Regions from separate parts of the Mus musculus genome. Here region 1 is linked to region 2. Evidence: chromatin contacts called from public HiChIP or PLAC-seq data. All regions are on one chromosome and are shown on one strand. Each heading gives the region's core, a stretch centred on a gene start, on an enhancer-like site or on the middle of the called end of the contact. The rest is flanking DNA. Distances are from core to core; before and after follow the strand shown. Region 1 has its middle 31 kb from the start of Gm25038. Region 2 has its middle 24 kb from the start of Gm31613.

Region 1 (7,010 bases), core at 399-2,898, 250 kb after region 2:
ATCCTCCCCATCCACTCCTCCTAGTCCTCCCCATCTTCTCCTCCTAGTCCTCCCTATCCTCTTCTCCTAGTCCTCCCCATCCACTTCTCCTAGCCCTCCCTATCTACTCCTCCTAGATCTCCCCATCCACTTCTCCTAATCCTCCCCATCCTCTCCTCCTAGTCCTCCCCATACACTCCTCCTAGTCCTCCCCATCTTTTCCTCCTAGTCTTCCCCCATCCACTCCTTCTAGTTCTCCCCACCCACTCCTCCTAGTCCTCCCTCCCAGTCACTCCTCCTCTCTTATAGGAAAGCTTTTTATGCTTGAGGTTGTTCAGGCGTGAAGAACTGCTTAGAAATGCGACTGGACAAACTGACCCGGTAGCGATCCGAAATGTGGGAGGAAACCCTGAGTAGCCTGTCCAGATTCCTCTCGGCTCCTCTTTTGTGGCTTGCCCTCCTTCCTTGTGACGGATCAGATCCTTGGAACCGATCCTGGGAACAGGGAAGGGGCGGGGCAGCCTTTGAAGGTCTGTGGCCTGCTGAAGAGGAAGAACCAGCCCCTGACCGTCCCAGAGAGAAGGACCTCGGCCTCTGTGACTCACGTCAGAGATTGGCAAGGGAAAACTGGAAAGTGCCTCCAGTGAAATTTTCTAAGCAAACCATTTTCTAAACTACATCACTACTAAGTATAGTGTATACTTGTGTATGTAAAAAAATCAAAACAAACAAACAAAGCAGTCTGGACTCACAAACCTGGATAAATACTATGGAAAAAGAGTGTAGTATAGACCCAGAGTCACATAAGAGAAGCGACCCGTGCCGCGTCCACAGAACCACCACTGGTAGTGTGGGTTCCAAGTGCCAAGATATACTTGAGGGACAAACTGACTCTTGTGCTATGCAATATCTAATGTCGAGTGTCACAAGGTCTGCTGCCAACACAAGTGCCCGAAGCTCCTCTGCAGAAGAGGCCGCCAGAGACTGGAGGGTAGACTTGACTCTCACAAAGCCCTTTCGTACCTGGGAGAATTTTCCTATGTCCAGGACAAAATTATTTATGCTTATTTGTGAATCAACATCCTCATATTGGAAAGCAGTGATGGTACATGTTTTAAAAATAACTTCCAATACACAAGAAAGTGATAAATTTATACTTTATATTCTAAAAAGTGGTTCTGGAGACTGAAAAAAAATGAATGTTAGATTTTATGCTGTTCTTAGAAATTTAGGATGGGTGTGAGACAGTGGTAATCAAATTTCATAATTGCCCAGGGTGACTTTAGAAGTTTATCCAGGAAGTTCCAATACACTTTATTCCATACGAGTTCACCACAGAGGAGATTATTGGTGTCGGGTGAAACAACTTGCCTAAAATAGCTCCCTAACTAAAACTAGTTATGGAAAAGACAGTCACTACAGTAGTCTACCACAAGAGGGCGCATTAGTTCTTTCAAGATCAGCGAATCGACAGTCAAAGCCGTCAAAGGACTGGGAGCAGCAAGCGCTTACGCAGCACCTAAACATCAAATCTAAAAGAGTTTCTTTTGTCACGTTTACGGCACTTGAAAAGAATATGAGATTTGCACATTAGTAAACAAGCCACACAAAGTATCCTTTACATTGAAGTATCATTTATGTATTATGATATACACACACATGTTTTATTTTTAGATACATATTATTCACTGCCACCAGTGAGCAAGGTGTCTTGGCAAACATTAAGAAAACAAGTGGTTTCCTTTTGTTACTTGAAATGCAAATTGCAGACTGTTGAAACTAAGGTTTATCTTAGCAGACAGGAAAATACTTAAAGATTACGAACTATACAGAAAATTATACCAAATTGACATATTCAAATAATCTTCATGTTACTTTCTCACACAGGTAAATAGGAGATTTGTTATATATTAAGTAATGGCCTTTAACTTTTACTCTTGAGCGCTTACAGGGGTATGCTTTGTTTGTGTAATATCTACCCCATCAGCCTCTTGTGCCCCTCTCACTTTCTCTAGGAGTCATGACCTCTTCTTGGATAATTACAATTGTTTCACAAACATACGCTCACACACACACACTCACACTCACAGACACCTACATGAACACACTCAAACACATATACTCACATAGACAAACACACATTCAGACAGACTCATAGACATAGACATGCACACTCACACACATAGACACACACACAGATGCAGACACAGATATACAGACACATGCTCTCTCTCTCTGTGTCTCACACACACACACACACACACACACACACGCACACATATACACACATACTCTCACATACACATACTCACACACACAGATGCAGACACAGATATACAGAGACACATGCTCTCTCTCTCTCTCACACACACACACACATACATGCTCACACACAAACACACAGATACAGACACAGATATACAAACACATGCTCTCTCTCTCTCTCTCTCACACACACACACACACACCTCCTATTGGGCTCAGTTAGTATTACTTGTGTGCATGTGTGTCCACTTGTCCACTTGACATTGGATATTCAAGGGGCTTCCTTCCCCCTTCCTCAGCAGCCATGATTGTCTGTAGCTCTTCACCCAGTGGAGAGTCCTTGTAAAAATGTTTCCATCACATCAATCATGGTCATTCTGCTCTTTTGCTCTTACTGATAGATCATTTCAGGCCTTCGTTCTGCTGCTTTAATCACCAGTAAGAACATCAAAGAATTTGTATATTGTTACCTAAAGCAGAAGATCAAAGGTAAGTGAACTTAGAAAAAAAATAGAGTATGATACAGCATATCACGTGTGGGCTGATCCTAGAAGGATATGTGATGCTTTTTAGTAGAAAAAAAAAGTCATATGTATTTCCTACTAGTATTTCTTTTATCCAAAGGTGGACAAACTTTTTTTTTTGTAAAGAGTTATGAATTCCTGAATTGTGTGTTGTGTTAGTCAGGGTTTCTATTCCTGAACAAAACATCATGGCCAAGAAGCAAGTTGGGGAGGAAAGGGTTTATTCAGCTTACATTTCCATACTGCTGTTCATCACCAAAGGAAGTCAGGACTGGAACTCAAGCAGGTCAGGAAGCAGGAGCTGATGCAAAGGCCATGGAGGGATGTTCTTTACTGGCTTGCCTCCCCTGGCTTGCTCAGCCTGCTCTCTTATAGAACCCAAGACTACCAGCCCAGAGATGGTCCCACCCACAATGGGCCTTTCCCCCTTGATCACTAATTGAGAAAATGCTTGACAGTTGGATCTCATGGAGGCATTTCCTCAAGGGAGGCTCCTTTCTCTATGATAACTCCAGCTTGTGTCAAGTTGACACACAAAACCAGCCAGTATATGTGTATTATAACAAAATACCTGACTTCGGCTACTTCAGAAAAAGAAATGGATTTTTAGGTGAGAACTTCGAAACCCCATTGGCTAGGTCTCTGGTGAGGCCCTAATGGTACATAGCATCAACACGGAACAAGGGAATGGAATTATTTCACCAGACGGGAAGGTAGGCAGTGTTTTAGCGTCAGGCTTACTTTAAAGTAACTTGTTCTCGCGAGAACTCAGAGTTCTGTGAGAATAGCCTCCATTGTCTCTGTGGGAACTGCCTCTGTGACTGAATGCCTGCTGCTAGGCTCCGCAACCTAAGGGCTCATCAGGTGCCATCACTACTACGTGAGGGACCAGGCTCCCAGCCTATGAACCTTGTTGACAAACCACACGTGAACCAACCATAACAAGCCAGGTAGGACATAGCTTCTGGCTTTGTGGGATAGATGGTCTCCCATCTGCCTCTGCCTACTCAACTTTGCCAGTGTGTGCTAATGAGTGGGTACCCACATGCTTGCCTTCCATTAAAAACGGTGTTTAATGAAACAGATACCAGGCTAGCTTCGTTCGGCCCTCTGGCTGTCGTTGGCTGAGCCACACTTTTCGTCCAGCTGAACTTTGCTTCAGCAAAGATGTGGATGAAGAGAAGTTCATTTTTGAGAGCCGCATGCTGAATTTGTGGAATGTAGAGAGCCTCTTTTCTATGGAGAACTGGGCGATGCAGAAGGCGCCACTGCAGCCTCAGAAGTGTCCACTAAAGTCCTCACTCGGCAAGGAGCCAAAGCTGCATCAGGGAAATGGGCATTTGGCCGAAGTGGTGGAAGTGCGCGCAAGACCCACATCTAGACTAAGGCTCTGAAGATGCTGTGAACCTAAAAGTGTCTATGTCAGATGCTATCCTGAGCACCAGGTCCGGGCTCCCCAACTATTGCTAAGTAAAGAAAACCATGAACCTTTGGAAAAGCAGAGCTTTGCAGCATGACAATTGTGCATGATAACTGAGCCCCAAGAGTACGTCTCCATTCTCTAAATTTAATTTCTACCCTAGCAGAAATTCATAAAAGACCACTGGGATTTTGAATATTTTAGAATTGTGTTTCTTGGTTCAAAGACAGATGAAGCTCCCAAGTGAGATAGAGTAACCAAGGCATTATATGTCGATTTGAGAAATCAGCTAAGATTTTTTTCCAGAATCGGCTAGTTACTTAAAGAAAGGAAAAAAAAAAAAAAAAAAAGGCTTAGACGAGTATGTGCTGCCGTGGTTTGAAGTCTGGCTACAAAAGACTTTGAGGCGATCTTTGAAAAGTACCATTTGCCAGTCCAACTACAGACTTAACTACGTTAGATTCCCTGGAGCCTGTGACCCCGACATTGTCCAGTGCTTCTAGCTTGGGTCTTGGTAGTAACCGGGCTAGTGATAGATAGCTCAGGGGTTAGTACTGGGGGTGGGGGGTGGGGGTGGGGCAAAAGATACAGGACAAGCATAATTGTTTTTTATTTTGTCTTTTTTTTTTTTTTTTTAATTTGAGACTGGCCATGTGTTCAAATCTAGCCTCTGGTTTCTTGAGGTCTTTTGCCCCTGAGCTAGTAAAGACCATTAACACTTCCTGAGTTCCAGTTAGCAGGGACTCCGAAACAGCTCCTGTAGCAGAAATGAGACTCATGGGGGTTGTCTACATCTGAAATTTAGATCTCCTTTCTTTTTTCTTCCTTGAGACAGTTGAACTAATTGCACCTCACTCACCAACACACAGACTTTTCCTGAAATGAAAGCGGTTTTTCAAAAGCAGATATACAGTTTTAGTTTTGCTCCAGAACCGGCGTTTCTTCTAAAATGTCTTGAGAACTCCGAGGCCAGAGGAGCCTGAAAGATGGGTTAGCCTGTCCTCCATTTTCAGGCTTTCCTAGCAGCTGGAGAGAGAGAGATGCCAAGGATGGGTGAGGTCACAGCAGCCTATGCTGACTTTCTCTGCATTTTCAAATAAGGTTAATTCTGTGTGCTGGGGACCGGCTTTCAATTAGAAATTCCTGCCAGGAGTCGTTCATACACGCAGAGCTGGGGTGGTTTTGTGCTCCTTTGTATGAGGCCACATCTGCTGATCCTTGAAATTTTTACTTTCATTGTTTTATTTTCTCCCTGGTTTGTCTGAACAAAGAACACCACTCCCTCTCAATCTCAAGTGTGGAAAAACCCAGGGCAGCCCAGCGGGCGGCTACTTGGCAGGAGAAAGGGTGCAGAGAAGGAGGCTGGCAACGCCCTTCCTCAGGCCGGGTGCTTTCTTTCTTGTAAGCAATCATTCGTCTTCTCTTTGGAGGACACTTTGCTTTTTCCTGAACACACACGTCTAGCAAACTCATCAAGGGAGACGGTAATCATACAGTGCCCGCCGCTGACGCTCTCTCCACAGTGGGAAAGAATCTGCAGAACGGAAAAGGATACCTAGAGGCGATCAGTTATTTTCTTATAAGAAGAAAACCAGGAAGTCCTGAGTTGTGATTAACGGAAGCGTCGCTTCAGGTTCCCGATCAACCGCACGGTCTCCGATGGTTGTATCTGGCGGCTCAGAGTCTGCAGGCTGTGTGGATTCGTAAAATGGGTCCGTTTCTCTTCTCTTCTCTTCTCTTCTCTTCTCTTCTCTTCTCTTCTCTTCTCTTCTCTTCTCTTCTCTTCTCTTCTCTTCTCTTCTCTTCTTCTCTTTTTCCTTCTTTGAGACAGGGTTTCTCTGTGTTGCCCTGGCTGTCCTGGAACTCACTCTGTAGACCAGGCTGGCCTTGAACTCAGAAATCTGCCTGCTTCTGCCTCCCAAGTGCTGGGATTAAAGGCGTGCGCCACCACTGCCGGGCCTGTCTGTTTCTTTATACACAACACCCCGTTTGCATTCTTATTTAGACTCTGCCATTGGAAAACTAGGAGTGGAAAATTCTATTTAATATTTCCATTGGTCCTACCTATCTTCAAAAAGCACAGTGAAGGTGATTGGCAGGTAGTTCAAGAAATCAAGTTAAGACAGATGAATAGCATCACGTGCTAACATGGCCTTTCTTGGGGTAAGGATGACACAGCTATGAATGGTGTGACAACTGAAAAGCCCGGCCACCAGGAGACATTTGAGGACATTCCTTTAAATCAATGTATGTCTCTCAGTCAGAATCTTAGAAAAAAAATTCCCAAACCAAAACATGACAGTTATTTTTAACAACTATTTTTTTTTCAAATAAAGTTGGAATGTGTGTGTGGGAAAACAGGCAAAAAAAAAAAAAAGAATTAGTAGCTTGTTACTACTTAAAAAATATTTTCTTCAAAGTAGCATTTCAAACTGGAAAGAAGCCTATCTCTAAGACGAGTTGTTTATTCTTTTTTTCTACCACAGTAATTGCTTAGCGGCCACCGGAAGAGTAGTATGTTAGCGGGTGACCGTTTCAGGCACTTTGGTGTTTGTGATTGGGGAAACTGTTGTAAGCCAAGAGAGAAAAGCATTTCACACAGAGCTGCTCAAAGGCCCTTTCTGGGTTGCTCATAGTGACAGCAGTCAGGAATTGTGCTGCAGGACAAGTGAATAATTAGGGACAGTGCCACCAAGGCAAGCTAGCTGAAGCAGCTAATGAGGACTTCACAAAACTGCATGCCTTGGTGTCACCACTGCCTTGGTTCTCCCGTTACTGGAGCGCTCAGGAGGAAAGTCTGGTTGCTGGGAGCCTGGACAAGC
Region 2 (6,874 bases), core at 1,982-4,481:
ATATGGTGCTGTAACACATCTTCAGTCTAGCTGTGCCTGGCACCCCATCACTCCAGGGCACAGACCAAGGAAATCTCCTTTATCTCTAAATAAAAAGAATGCAAGTGATAGAAAACTTCCTTCAATGGTTAAGCTTTTAGTATCAAAGCTGTCCTGAACAGAACTACTTCTCATGACCCCTCCTTCGTACTTAGGAATTATAACTCAGGACCATTTTAAATAATAGCAACACATGCATAACTTTCTTTTTGTATTTTAAAATCCACTTAGCTTTCCTTATAGGTAACGTTAACAGTCCATATTTTAAGGCTTCTCTTTTAACAATTAAGTCCAAAAATAAAATAAAATAAAAAAACGGTAATCATTACCATTTTTTCAGGCTTTCATGGGTAGAGTGCGTTCCCTGTAGACATAAGGACCAGAGTTCAGGTACCTGGGACTCACAGAAAAGCTAGGCAGATGAAGCAGCCACCTGTAGTCCCGGAACTTGGGTAATAGAGAGAGGCAGGCATCCCCAGGTCAGCCAGGATTAACCAGTTCTGGGTTAAGTGAGAGACTCTGGCTCAAAAAAAGTGAACAGTGATCAAGGAAGCTACCTGAGGTGAACTTTGGGCCTTCACAAGCATGAAGATACTTGTGCACCCACGCGCAGGATGATGCTTTCACGCACATGTGCAGACACATTCTTCCCACTCTTGGCATCCTGTATTTGTCTCCTGATATACATAGGAGAAACAAGTGCGACTGGGGCCAGAAACGCAAATCCATCCTCATTTCAGCATGTGCTGGCATCTAGAAATTTATAGAGCTAAACTACTATTCAAAACGGACTCTGGTTCTAGAATTCCACGCTGTCTATAAGGCTCTATACACTACACTTACTCATCAGAATGAAAACTAATTGTTTTGAGTGAACAATGAAGGCGAGATAAGTTTGCAGTTTTAGAATCGCGCTTTCCTTACCTCCATTGTCTACTGACTCTACTCACCCTTTTCTATGTGAAGAGCCTGAATTATTAGTCCATGGAGAGAGGAAGCAGTTTTGAACACCAGGTGAGCAAACCCTTGAAAAAATCTTCCTGGCTAGAAGGAAAGAAGGAAGGAAGGAAGGAAGGAAGGAAGGAAGGAAGGAAGGAAGGAAGGAAGGAAGGAAGGAAGGAAGGAAGGAGAGAGAGTGGGTGAGGGAAAGAGAAAGTGAGGGTTGGAGCGAGAGAGGGAGAGAGAAAAAGAGAAGACTGTGACGCATTGTGTTGGTGTCCCCATCCTCAGAGACAATACAGAGAAGTCTCTCAGTCTTGCAGTGCAAACAGTAATTAGCAGATTCACAAAGCCTGATTATTATCCTTTTTGTTGCAGCATTTTCTGTTTAGTCCAAACAACAGTTTACTAAAGCCTTTGCTTATCCAGACTAGGGGATGTCAGGACAGCCACAGGCTTTAGCAATCCCCTCACCGGCTTCGCTTGCATCCTCTGCCTGCCCCGGTGGCCCCGGAAGTGGAGGAAGGACTCTGCCCATCCCACACTGCTCCTGGTCTGCATCCCACACCTGCCTCAGAGTCATGACTGCTTATCTCTCTAATTCCTTGCCTGCCTCTTCTCACACCAACAAGGGGTCTTGGATTAAAGCACAAAGTGTTTTGTTTTCTTTTGTTTTGTTTTATTGTTTTGTTTTGGAAGACGCTGTACTTCGATTTATAACATGAAGGGTCCCTTGTGCTGCGATTCAGTTATTTCTTGCGTCATTCTTATGTGACCTGCTTTGAAAAAAAAAAAAAAAAAAAAAAAAAAAAAAAAAAAAAAAAAAACTCCACACATTGTGTTTCCCTAATGCCTTGACCTGAAAAGGGTTTTTCTTCTATAAAACAAGACTATCCAATGTTGCTGAATTAGCTTTTAGAAAACACTGAGTTATTGTGTCCAGCAAACTACAAATCCAGAGCCATCGGTAAGTTTACTTAAAGAATGACAGATCCCATTTAAATACTGTCTCAAAAAAGTTTATAAGCCTTCTCTTGCAGTTGGACGGTTACTTCAACAACGGCCACCAGGGGGTGCTTTGCGTCTTCTATTTTCAATAAACAGCCTGCTGTAGTTAACGGCACCGCACATACAGAGTGACTTAGAACACCTATAACCTGTCCTTTCCACTCTTTGTGTAGGCAAATTAACATGTTCTCATTTTTTATATTAGCCCTCATGTATCTTAAATCAATAAGGGGAAAAAAACTCCCTTCCTGTTTAATTAATACTCACCTATTTATACTCAAATAATCACTTTCTTGGAAATTTTAATTCTGAATGGAACTTTTTTTCTGTTTTCATATTCCCACTGACATGAGAAATGCATGTGTCAAGTATTAAAAGTAATAAATTTTTCAAATCCAAAACAGTCATTCTATATGCCTAAAAGCTTTTAAAGTAAAGCCATGTTTAGTATGCTTACATATGGTTCCCAAACTTTGTACAGGACACACTTATTACACAGCGCACTGTCTTGGACTCTCACACCATAGTCCTGCTTGATTCCCAAGCACCCAAAGTTCTATTTGCTAAGAACTCTTACTTTGAATAATGTAAAGTGTATTTAAGTTCAGACCATCCAATACCTCTTTATATACATAAATGGGGAAATAATTTATCTTTCATTATATCTTACTGGCTCTGTTAATTCTACTTACAAATTGTATTATATGACAGTGTTTGTATGGGATCTGGAAGGATTTCAGCTGAATAGCTTGGATCTCTGATGTGGGTACAGTTACGATTGACTGAGGACATAGATAAGATTTCCCGGAGACTGAGGCAGGCTTCGAAAGATAACTCAGTCCCATGGTGCCTCAGCTCCCTACTTGATGTATGGTTAGATTGGATCACTTTCTCACCACGTGGACTTCTCTAGAAAAGGACTTGCAGGTCCTTAGTTGTAACAGCTCCCAGAGATGAAAGAAAATGGCTCTATGGCTTTCTAGGACTTACCCTTGAAAGTAGCGGCCCCACCCCCACTCCCCAACACTTCTGTCAGATTACATTCCTAAAGTGCTGGTCAGTTGGTTAAGCCCACACCCAAGGAAATGGTTAGACTCTATTTCTAAAGGAAAGATTGTCAAAGAACAGTTGATCGTTTAAAAACCATCACAGTACCAGTCAGGCACCTGTCAAACATCAGAATGAGATTAGCACCGCTGTCATCATTTCCTGACTCTCGGATGTTTTCGTGTGGGCTCTGCTTTCGACCACAACAACCACTGAAAACTTCGCCTCACAGATGTATGTCTTCGGAGAACCCAATGAGGTGCAATTTGCAACCTCCCCTGAACGCGCAGTACCCGTGACGGCCAAGAGATGTCGCTGTTCTCTCTCAAAAAAAAGCCACGTTGCCCACTGAGCTCCCAAAATAACGCCTATGAAACTACTAAGCCATTTGGAAATTGACGTGATCGCCTTTTGCTCAAAGACAAAAAATGAAGGTTGAAAGTTAATGCAGCATTCTGAGGGGGCTACTGGGAATAGAAGGGTGGGGCGGGGCGGAAAGGAACGTAAAGACGATCAACACAAAGTGGGCTGTGAAAACACAGTAATCTGTTACTTGCGGGCTGAGTTTAATGCTACTAATAAGGATTATATTCTCATGAAATTTCGCAGTTACCTAAAATTCTGTTAGATTTTTCTTTTTTCTCTTCCAAAACTGAGAACCCTATGCCAAATCAGGCTTCCGGTTTTTGTAGTAATTTTAAGAACACTCAGTGGCAAATTAAAGTAGTGTTGAGACAGACAGACGTTGAGAGAGAGACAGAGCGAGAGAGCGAGTACCTTCAGCTGGTACTTATCACGAAGCCTGATCTGAATTCAATCCGGGGACACATGACAGGAAGAGAGACTCACACCCCACACCCCACACCCCACACCCCACACCCCATGCACACGAGCACACACAGGTGCGTGTACAGATGCACACATGGAGGCCAGAAGTTGATGGCCAGCGTCTTCCTTGATTGTTTTCCACCTTCTATAAGGAGGCAGAGTTTCTCACTTGAGCCCAGAGTTTGGTGACTGAAGTAATCTACCTAGCTAGCCAGCTTGCTCATTGACACACAAACACCCATGCAGAAGTAAATCAATCAATAAATTAAAAAAATGTAAGAAAGAAATGCGTAGATGATGGATGGGTAGATGGATGGATGGATGGATGGATGGATGGATGGATGGATGGAGAGAGATATAATAGATAGATAGTAGATAGTTGATTAGGAAAATTATAAATGAGGAGGCTGTTTCTATCTGTGGAAACAGAGGAGCCTTCTACCCCTGTCTGCTTTACTTCCTTTTCCTCCAGGGTATCAATATCAACTCTACGCTAGCCTCAAATCCAGAATCTTTCTGCTTCCAAAGTGCTGAGCCCAGCATCAATGTCAACCCCAAAACAGCTGAATATGGAGGAAAAGCCATTCAAGGAGGGGGAAAAAAATAAATCAGTTTAAAACTTTAGCTTTAAAAATTCAGGTGTGAGACTCTGAGTTTGGCCCCTGACTGTGCAAAAAGCTCAAAAGATAAAAATGAAAAGAATCACCAACCAACAAAATTGTGCCTCACTTAATCTTTTTCATAACTTCTCTTTTTCTTTTCTAGCATAAGGCGTTTTAGTGCGGGCTTCGAGCCTCCACCAAATGATCACATGGCCGTTACTTCCTTACTCAGAGAAAGTTAATCTTTAGTAAGAAGGGCAAATATTTGCGGCAGATAAAATGAAACACGTTTCTTTTTGTACTTGCCTGGAACTAATTTCAGTAAGAAAAATTATTTTAAGTTATAAGCTCACAAACACGAAAGGAACAGAGGAAGTGGTTAAAGATTACTGTCCACAAAATACCAAAACAATACCAAATTCTTGGTACTGTGAAAATAATAAGAAGCCAGTGGTAAAGTGACTCAGATGTCGGCATTCTGTGCTCTCCTAACAGCTTGGAACAGACAAACCCAACTAGAAACATATGCACTCACGTCACAGAAGATATGAGGGAGGGGCCAGATTCGTGTCACCAGAGAATGTGGGGGCTCCAAACAAACTGGGTCACTTTACTAAAACCTTCATTAGTAGGCTTTCTGTCCCTCCCCATAATCCACACTGGCAGGTAGCTTCATGTACAGAAGAAAGCGTGGGCTTCCTGCTGATTCTAGACGTAGATGTTCAATGAGTCTACATGCAAAAGAGCAAGCTCTCTAGCACCCTGAGGACACTGATGGCTTCTGCCCTGTCATGTGACACTATAGAGACGACTGGGAAGCTCCAGTGTGTGTGCGCGCGCGTGTGTGTATGTGTGTGTGTGTGTGTGTGTGTACACATGTGTGTACATATGTGTGTGTGTGTGTGTGTGTGTGTGTGTGTGCATGACAAAGACACCAGGGGTCACGTGACACTATAGAGACGACTGGGAAGCTCCAGTGTGTGTGTGTGTGTGTGTGTGTGTATACACATGTGTGTGTACATATATGTGTGTGTGTGTATGTGTGTGTGTGTATATATATATATATATGACAAAGACACCAGGGATCATGTGACACTATAGAGACGACTGGGAAGCTCCAGTGTGTGTGTGTGTGTGTGTGTGTGTGTGTGTACACATGTGTGTGTACATATATATGTGTGTGTGTGTGTGCATGACAAAGACACCAGGGATCACGTGACAAATGTCTCCAGCATATATAGAGATAGATATGTACCTTTTTTCTCGTGTGCCCAGTCATAATCCTGACATGGTACTAACTGATGGCCACATGCGTCAAGCCTGCAGCACTTCAGCGTCCCATGCTTTCTAAAACCAACATAACTTCAAATAACTCCCATACAAATCCCGAAGTTGGAACAATGAACTGTTGCATCCTTTTTATTCCTATCCCCAAAGGCTACCCCCCCCCTTTTTCTACGTATGTTTTTTTTTTTTTTTTTTTTTTTTTTTACCATTTGTCTTTCTCTCTTTGTGCCACTATTAGTCGTTCACTGAACCTTCTATTTTTAATCTTGGGCTACATGTGTGCATGTGGTCACACATATGAACATGTGCTCACTTATGTCCATGTGTGTAGAGAACCCGTGTTGGCATGTGTGTAGAAGCTAGAGTTTAACATTAGGCATCCTTGCTCTCTGTTCATGTTATATACTGAGACGGGATCTCTCCCTTGAACCTGAAGCCTGCCCTTCGAGCTAATGTAACTAGCCAGTATGTTCTCTGCCTCTGTCTCCCACATGCTGGAACTGTACGCAGGATGCCACGCCTGCCTGGCATTTACTTGGTTGCTTGGAATCTGAACTCCAATCCTCATAGGTGTGTGGCAAGCACTTTACCCACCGAGTCATTGCCCAGCTCCCTCTCAAATTCCAAAAAGAAAGCTTCAGATGCCATGTTCCCTCGCACAGTGTGTAGCGTGTAGCTCCCCAAAACAAAACAACTTCAGATTTTGCTAGAGTCCCAAACAGTCTTTCTTTCCTTTTGCCTCCAAGAGTGGAGCAAGAAACTGATTTGGGTTTTTTTTAGGTCTTTTCAGAGTAATCCTACCAAGAGCACATCTCTCATTCTCTGGAGTCTGCTATCGTTTGAAGCCAGAGCATCTCCTAGAGCCCCAAGGCCTAAAGGCAGAGTCATCCGCACTCAATCCTCGTAGGAGGTGATGGCACCTAGAGGAATATGACAATGAGCCCCATAGGGTCATATACAATGCCTGCCCGCCAGGGTGTAGATTCGGTCTCCTGGGAATGGAACCGTTTAAAGAGATAACAAAGATTAAAAGGTATGGCCCTGTTGGAAGAAGTGTCTCACTGGGGTTGGTGAGCTTTGAGGTTTCAAATGCCTATGCTAGTCCTAGTGTCTAGCCACCTATG

The links. HiChIP or PLAC-seq counts read pairs in DNA pulled down with a chosen protein or histone mark.
Region 1: a contact with region 2 is called in a CTCF HiChIP or PLAC-seq map of CD8 T cells, with 8 read pairs. The contact joins two enhancer-like sites. A contact is called at or near these places in 2 of 15 datasets of contacts at CTCF or cohesin (CD8 T cells and embryonic stem cells), 60 of 484 Hi-C or Micro-C datasets (the AtT-20 cell line, B cells, the C2C12 cell line and 38 more), 11 of 115 datasets of contacts at active chromatin or transcription factors (the 230-238 cell line, CD8 T cells, Th17 cells and 5 more) and 1 of 9 other capture datasets (embryonic stem cells).

What each region holds. Positions count from the first base shown.
Region 1 is chr16:78,451,068-78,458,077 of GRCm38.p6, forward strand. No RefSeq gene overlaps it. Among named protein-coding and RNA genes, the nearest start is that of Gm25038, 31 kb to the left of the region's middle. Within about 2 kb of position 1,649, at least 29 of the 459 cell types and tissues checked have an H3K27ac peak or open chromatin away from gene starts, as enhancers often do. A contact at or near this core is called in CD8 T cells, where this site is marked.
Region 2 is chr16:78,195,625-78,202,498 of GRCm38.p6, forward strand. No RefSeq gene overlaps it. Among named protein-coding and RNA genes, the nearest start is that of Gm31613, 24 kb to the right of the region's middle. Within about 2 kb of position 3,232, at least 56 of the 459 cell types and tissues checked have an H3K27ac peak or open chromatin away from gene starts, as enhancers often do. A contact at or near this core is called in CD8 T cells, where this site is marked.